2 separate regions of the Sus scrofa genome follow, and region 1 is linked to region 2. A link is a contact called in public Hi-C data. All regions are on one chromosome and are shown on one strand. Each heading gives the region's core, a stretch centred on a gene start, on an enhancer-like site or on the middle of the called end of the contact. The rest is flanking DNA. Distances are from core to core; before and after follow the strand shown.

Region 1 (4,146 bases), core at 742-3,241, 62 kb before region 2:
TCAGGTCCTGTAACAGAGAACAAACATATGTAATATTGTACAGCAGTGTACAATAGAGCCCGACGCTCTATACACACACACACACACACACACACACACACACGAATATCAGCTGTGCCCTTCTAAAATCCGGAGTATGTTGAATATTATTATGAATTTAGTAAGTACCCCTTGCTTTTAAATTTAGTTTTGAATCTTTAACAATGTGTTCAAATCAGTAATCCCAAAAACATTTAAGTAGTAAAATAAGTTGTGTACACCAAATTCCTTGGGGAATTTTGTGCTCTTCTACTAACTGTTTTTGGCAGCTTCTTTTGCAGTTGATTTAAAGGTTAGATAGCAGAAGATTCAGATGTTTAAGTGAGTCATTAATGTAACATAGCTGTGAACTTCATCACACACACAAATGCATACCCTGAAATAATACTCTTTTGTCTGAGATAATCAGTTTCTGATAAAGCTATGCTCTCGTTCATCATAGGGTTTTTCAACAACCAGAAATTCCTCTTAAATCGTAGTTAAGTGATTGTTAATTATTAATATTTTGGTAGTTATTCCAAATTTGTCGCTTTACTTGTCCTATTTAAGTGTGATTTCAGTGAGCCCATTGGCTTGTGCTTTGTTTCTTGTTCTAGTGTTTTGGTTTGTTTGTTTGTTTTTGATTTTTAGGGCCACACTTGCAGCATATGGAGGTTCCCAGGCTAGGGGTCGAATTGGAGCTGTAGCTGCTGGCCTATACCACAGCCACCTCAACGCAGGATTCAAGCCACGTCTGTGACCTATACCACAGCTCAGGGCAACGCCGGATCCTTAACCCACTGATAGAGGCCAGGGATCGAACAGGCAACCTCATAGTTCCTAGTTGGATTCCTTTCCCCTGGGCCACATCAGAAACTTCGAGTTCTAGTGTTTTTTTAAATGACAAAGGAGGAATGAGCATTTGAGTGTTAGAAAATGGTTAAGATTGCTTAAGTCACTTTAATGAGTGTTCGACCACAAATAACTCAAACATGCTGACACATGAAATATATTTACTAGATTGGAGTTTTGTTTGGAATTGTGGTTTGTGTAACTAACTTGTTGGTTTGGCAAGCAGTGTAAGATGTCATACTTGTCTATGTATTAGGTAACTAGGTCAGTGGGGCTGCTAATACTGTATAAGAGGTTTTTTGTGCCAGTGTAAAATTGTTGTTTTTATTTGGTAAAATTTGCTAGTATGTCAGCATTGGTAAGCAACATATTTAACTGTGGAATATTTCCTTATATGGTTATGTTAAAAAATGGTAAGATCTCTAATTCATAGATCACTTGGTATTTGAGGAATCCTTACAGCCTATTTGTCTTGGGCTTTTGCATCAGAAGTTGAAGCTGTGGGTCATGCCTTGATTTTAAACTAGTTGTATATGTGATTTGGAAGGGTTTTGGACAAGGAACAGAAAATCTTCCAAGTCTTCGGGAAAAGTGGAACAGAAATTTAAACTTGAGAGTCAGGCCTCACAGAAGCACCCCCGGTTCAGACAGCCTCATGGATGCTGGAATGCTCTTAGGTGTATGGATCCTGCCCAGCTTAGTGACCAGATTACCTCGTTGCCTCCTCGGCAGGAAGAGCTGTTGACCCATATACGCTAGTGCCAGGGCTGTGTATGGTTGTCCAGACTGCGTGTAGCATAAAGACAGTGCTCACAAGGGGCCAGTGTTTGCACTGGGTGTGGACCAACTGAAGCAGGCATGGCCATGCAGCATCTCCAGACAGAGTATAGATGGGAGGGCCCCTCCTGCAAAAGATGCACACACATGGACATGCCCACCCTCAGCAGAGCATGCATGCCACATTCGCTGACACGTACTGTGTCCACCAGCTGTCCTCCCAGAGCTGACCCCCTTTCTTCTTCTGGGAATGGCGGGCAGGAGGGGGTGGAGTGACAGTGGCGCTTAATGTGTGTCGGGTGAATACAGTTCAGGGGGGTGTGAGTGGGCGAGAATGTGGGCATGTGTCTGCATGTATGAATTCACAGACGCTGTCTGGGGAAGCTCTGGAAACCTCTGCCTCCCTGGATAGGACCTGGCTACACAGGGGAGGTGTATCCACGCTTTGCTTGACTCCTCGCGGGATGGGTAGGCTCTGGCCACTGATGTAAAAACGTGTTTGATAGGAGTTCCTGTCGTGGCGCAGTGGTTAATGAATCCGACTAGGAACCATGAGGTTGCGGGTTCGGTCCCTGCCCTTGCTCAGTGGGTTAATGATCCGGTGTTGCCGTGAGCTGTGGTGGAGGTCGCAGATGCGGCTCGGATCCTGTGTTGCTGTGGCTCTGGCGTAGGCTGGCAGCTACAGCTCCAATTGGACCCCTAGCCTGGGAACCTCCATATGCCGTGGGAGCCGCCCAAGAAACAGCAAAAAACAAACAAACAAACAAAAAAGTGTTTGATATATGAAGACATCACCGGGGTGAATTTAAACTCGATGCTCCTTGTCGAAGCCAGTGCCCGAGCTCCCCACCCCTGTGCTCCTCTTTCCCTTCCCTCCCTCCTGTCTGCGTGGGTCATGCCATCCAGCTGCCGGGGCTGCCGTATGAGTTGTTCAGGTTGAACTTGCATTTTTTACTGAACTTGCATTTTTTATATGAACTTGCATTTTTTTTTACTGAAAGGAGCTATTTCTTTCTTGCACAAGGCACTAGACATCCAGAGCTGGCCCACCTCTGCTCGTCACTCAGCTCTTTCTCTTCTGGTTTCTCTGTGTCTTTAGGCCTTGGCTTCCACTTTCACTAAGCACTCTTAATGTATTTAATTGCCATTTCCTGAGAAAGAAGAGCTGTTAGGTTGTTGGTTATCATCACTGTTGGCAAAGGGTTTGGGGCCAGACCACTTCTTAAGCTCCCTTCCCACCTTCTAGATGACGGCGTGCTCACCCCGCCTGCAGCTCTCATGGGGTGCTCAGTCGGAGCTGAGCCAGTGGGAGGAATTCTGAGCCGTGGCCTGTGGAGAGGGAATTTTTTTCATAGCCTATCATGTTTTCCCATCTTCATTTTCCCTGACATCTGGTGCCGCTCTTGTTGCTTTCAATAGCTTATCTAACAGTTTGTTTTGCTTTAAGAAACTACATAGTCATAACTGGTAGTCAGTTATGCTCTCTTTTTGAGGTGAGATCATTTTGTTATATTCATTTTGTTCTTTTATATCCTGTGACTCTACCTGTCTATCTGCCTGCCTACCCGAGTTGGTGTTTCCCAAACTGTCTTCATGGTATCCTAATTTGCTGCAAGTCTTTTGAGTGTACTGAGGTCAAATAAATTTATAATGTGTGTTAGCACCTTAAAGCCTCAGAAATGGCCTATGGTATGTACAGTTTTGATTTTTTTTTTGGTTTTCTTCCCCCCTTTTTCCAAAGAATACCTATGATTTTTTAATGGGAACCAGTATTCTGTAGAACAGTTTGAGAAACACATGTAAAGTGATTCCTTTCTTAATCAAGTGGCTTGTCCTTCTCCCTTAATAATGAAGAAGAGTGTTAGTATTGTAATGCCTAGCTGCTCGATACTATTTTTCTTCAAGCACATTTTGTACTCTAGAATTTCCAAGGGTACAACATGACTGCTTTTCCCACCTTATACATATGTCATTCTGGAGTCTTAATTTATTAATTTATTTGTTTTTTGCTGTTTCTTGGGCGGCTCCCACGGCATATGGAGGTTCCCAGGCGAGGGGTCCAGTCGAGCTGTAGCTGCCAGCCTACACCACAACCATAGCAACTCGGGATCTGAGCCGCGCGTCTGCGACCCACACCACAGCTCATGGCAACACCTCATCCTTAACCCACTGAGCAAGGCCAAGGATCGAACCTGCCATCTCATGGTTCCTAGTTGGATTTGTTAACTACTGCTCCATGACGGGAATTCCAGGAGTTAATTTTTTTTAAATTTTAATTTCTTTGGCTTTTTAGAGCTGCACCCACAGCATATAGAGGTTCTCAGGCTAGGGGTTAGAGCTGTAGCTTCTGTCCTACACCACAGCAATGCCAGATCCGAGCCGTGTCTGTGACCTACACCACAGCTCATGGCAGCACCAGATACTTACCCCACTGAGTGAGGCCAGGGATTGAACCTGAGTCCTCATGGATGCTAGTCAGATTTGTTACCACTGGAGCCA
Region 2 (4,060 bases), core at 735-3,234:
TTTATATTACCAGCTGGTCGAATTAGATTTTTTCCCCTGAGGAATAGATTTTATATTTTATATCGTTATTAAGCATGTAACAAAGGCATTTTCTTATCCTTATAATGATATGTGGTTAATCTTACTGTATGTATACTGATCAACATGTCAGGTATGATGCCAGAACCAAAATTTTGTCCTTTTAAGCTGTTGTTAACTTCATAAAGTTATCTTTCTTCTTCATTCAAGATTCATCAACTGAATGAATATTCATTGAATGCCTACTTTGTTCTAGACATCTCTTTGTAATTCACTGATGAGGAAGAAATTTATCTTACCTTTATAGACACAAATATAAGGAAGATAAGTTAGTTACCATTACCATTATGTGTGGTAGGGTTCTAAATGGGGAGGAGGGTTCTATTGGGTGTACTGAGCAGGGGCACCTAACTTGGAGCAGGAGGCATCTATATTGAGACTTGAAGAGCGATGAAGAATCAACTGCCTGAAAAGTGAGTGTGGCATTACTGGGGCAAAGGAAGGCTGTTTCAGGGAGAGGAAACTCCTGAGCAGCAGCCCAGAGGCCAAACAAAACAGCAAAACAGCAAAAAGCAAGCAAGCAAAACAGTTGTCTTCTCACGTGGCAAACCAGTCCCTAATGAATAGAGCGTAGATTTTGAGGAGGGAGGACACAGGGGAACTTTCAAAGCCATTACTAGCTTGGATCCCATCCTATGGACGCTTGATATCAGCCTGAGAGGTTTTAAGCAGTGGATTAACAGGATTGGATTTGCCTTTTACGAAGATCCTCGTGGTTGCAGTTCCAGAGGAAAAAGTAGGCGTGTCAGTGCTGTGAGGCTTATGACTAGGATAGTGGTAGATGCTGCGAGCCGAAGCTGGGGCAGTGGCGGGGGAGAGATGCGGGTGGGTTCAAGAAATACTTAGAAAATGGAACCTACAGGAGTTCCCGTCGTGGCGCAGTGGTTAACGAATCCGACTAGGAACCATGAGGTTCCCGCGTTGCTATGGCTCTAGTGTAGGCTGGCAGCTACAGCTCCAATTAGACCCCTAGCCTGGGAACCTCCATATGCCGCGGGAGCAGCCCAAGAAATGACAAAAAGACCAAAAAAAAAAAAAAAAAAAAAAAAAAAAGGAAAATAGAACCTACAGCCCTTGATGATTGAGGGGAGAATCGAGGATGCTCCTAGATTTCTGGCTCCTTCCCTCTCACCTCTAAGCTTGCCCTTCGATGCCTGCTTTGGGAAAAATGAATGTGGACCCTTTAACTACTTTCCCTTGGGCAGCCAGCAGGATGTAGGAGGCTGCAGGAGGAGGATTCCTTGCTGGCTCCAGGGCGCTTGCCTGGCAGGCTCCTGTAGCATGTGGGGCTTCTCCGTGTCCAGGCTCCTGCTGCTCTGTCCCTGCCCGCCCTCTCCCTCAGAGTGCCTCCGTGAGAGGCTTCCCCACAAACAACTTTCTTTGTCATTCTAGAGGACAGATTTCTGGCAAGTTCCAGAGGGCAGATTTCCAGACATTCTGCTGATGTAAGCCCTCTCCAACAAGGTCTGGATCTCAAGCCCTAGGACTGGGGGGCTCTTGAGGGGGCTCTGACTCAGCTGCAAGGGTGTGGTGATGATTTATTATGCTATATGATCATTTCTGTTGAATTGATGTCATCTGTTCCTTTATTCTTTAGAGTTCTTTTTACCTCTTACTAGCCAATTCCCAGTCCCTGCTGTAGTTAATCATACCTTTTTTAAAGACAACTTTTCTTGTTCACATTACTGTGTTTCTCGCTCCTGATTGGACTCAGGCTGATACAGTGCTCTGATATGACCCCACTGGGGAGAGGGATGGACAGTGTATTCGGTTTGAGATGTGCTCAATTTGAAGTACAGGACACCTGTGTGGAGCTATCCAGGAGCTGGTCATGTGTATGGGTCGTGGGCTCTGGACGAGGACTTGGGTTGGAGATTGTTCAGGGAGTGTATGAGGGAAGAGGTGACAGGAGGGCCCACGGTAGCTCCTGTGGATCACTGTCCTGAGGTCTGTTCACAGGCAGAAGAGTCTGCTCAGGAGCCTGAGGAAGATTGGCCACAAAAATAGAAGGCACCACCGAAGGAGGGGAGTTATCAGTGTTAAATGTTACTGAAAGATCAAATAATAGAAGTGATGGAAATTGTCCACAAATAGAAAAACTAATAAAAAAAATATGCTGTCTTTTTTCTGCATGGAGGTTCCAGGCTAAGGGGTCGGGTTGGAGCTGTAGCCGATGGCCTACACCACAGTCACGGCAATGCTGATCCTTATCCCACTGAGCGAGGCCAGGAATCAAACCTGCGTCCTCATGGATATTAGTCAGATTTGTTTCCACTGAGCCACGAAGGAAACTCCAACATGTGCTGTCTTAAAGATAATTATTTGCTTGTTTATCTGGAAAGAATCCCTAGAAATTCCATCTGGTTACATTTACCAAGTGTCTGGGTTCCTACTAGCATAGACCTTAAGAGCGTGGGTTCTGGAGCCTAATTGCCTGGGTGAGCCTGCCAGTTCCACCCAGCACTCACTAGCTGTGTGGGCGTAGATAATTTATTAAGCCCTCTGGGTCCCCACTCACTCATCTGTATGTAGATTGGAAATTATATACCATCCCTGGGATTGTCGTGAGGGTTAGATGAGTTAATGTATGTACTGCAGCACCGTGTCTGGCACACACGCCCTTGGTAAATTGTGGGAATGCTGGGCTTTGCGGTGGGTGACAGGGATGGAAAGATGACTTGGGCTGCAGGCTCCACTCTGAGGGTGTGGGGAGTGGGAAGAGGCTTAATTATCAACAAAGCACAGTGAGTGGTAGGTGTCAGGTAAAGACCCTAATAAGGTGCCAGAGAGGTTCTGCCAAGGAGTGCCAGAGGGGGTAAAGGCTGAGATGGATCTTGGAGGGGTGTGGTTTCACCCTGTGCAGGGCTGGATGGGGGCGGGTGTGTTTCTGAACAGAAGGAACAGCATTGGCATCAAGAGTGCTTGATGGGGCGATCTCTTCGTGGCTCAGTGCTTAGAGAACCCGACTAGGATCCATGAGGATGCGGGTTTGATCCCTGGCCTTGCTCAGTGGGTTAAGGATCTGGCATTGCTTTGAGTTGTAGTGTAGGTCTCAGAGGCTGCTTGGATCCTGCGTTGCTGTGGGTTTGGCGTAGGCCGGCAGCTACAGCTCCGTTTCCACCCCTAGCCTGGGGACCTCCATATGCCATAGGTGTGGCCCTAAAAAGCAAAAAAAAAAGAAAAAAAAAGAAAAAAAAGTGCTTGATGGTACAGTTGTCAGTGGAGTTGTGGCTGCCCTTGGAGTTGAGCTGGGTGATAGCAGGAATGTGCCTACACCACGTGCCTAGATTCCCTAGTGTATTTCATGCTCATTTCTGGATGTATTGCTCATTACTTTTTATCATTTCTGCTGAACTATTGCTAGTTAACAACAGTCTCAAACTATTTAAAACTTTTATTTGGGGCCGACATTGCCCTCAGGTGGTCACTGACTTGCCAAATGTTTAAGTTGCAGGATTCTAGAAGGGAAGTTGAAATACTTCAACTAGTGCCACTTCATTGGACTTGAGTCTCCATAATTTTGAATAATTTGCCTGATTCCTGGACATGGACGAAGCTCAGAACTGTTTACAGTTCACATGAGTTCTCTTTAACTTGCAGTTCTTTTTGAAAATTTCAACAACTGAAGAAATGTAAATTCCTCAAAATTATATAACTCTTTTTTCAAGGAACTACATTTTTGGAGATTTTGGAATAAGAGTGTGATTGATTTTTGATTCCTTGAGGGGCAGGGGGAAGTCCTTCCCCGAGGTTTCTGAATATTTGGTCCTATGCCAGGGATCAAACCCCACCCTCATAGATACTAGTCGATTCATTCCCGCAGAGGCACAACAGGAACACCTTGATTTTGTTACCTGAGGGTCCTGGATGCGGATGTTGCTTGGCTGAACTGGCACTCTGAAAGTTCTGCTTCTGCATCTTCAGAAAAAGGATGAACAGGAGCGCAGTGGTTAACGAATCCGACTAGGGCGCAGTGGTTAAC

The links. Hi-C and Micro-C count contacts between places; a contact is called where the count stands out from the background.
Region 1: a contact with region 2 is called in a Hi-C map of fetal liver, with 1.8 times the contacts expected there. The contact joins the promoter of LOC110261387 here to the enhancer-like site in region 2. A contact is called at or near these places in 8 of 47 Hi-C or Micro-C datasets (alveolar macrophages, embryonic fibroblasts, epiblast stem cells and 3 more).

Annotation. Positions count from the first base shown.
Region 1 is chr6:69,350,134-69,354,279 of Sscrofa11.1, reverse strand. LOC110261387 reads right to left here and starts at 1,991. Exons shown (of 4, transcript XM_021097591.1): 1 at 1,809-1,991; 2 at 1,584-1,656. The coding sequence starts at 1,991.
Region 2 is chr6:69,288,080-69,292,139 of Sscrofa11.1, reverse strand. No RefSeq gene overlaps it. Among named protein-coding and RNA genes, the nearest start is that of RERE, 31 kb to the right of the region's middle. Within about 2 kb of position 1,984, at least 7 of the 83 cell types and tissues checked have an H3K27ac peak or open chromatin away from gene starts, as enhancers often do. A contact at or near this core is called in fetal liver, where this site is marked.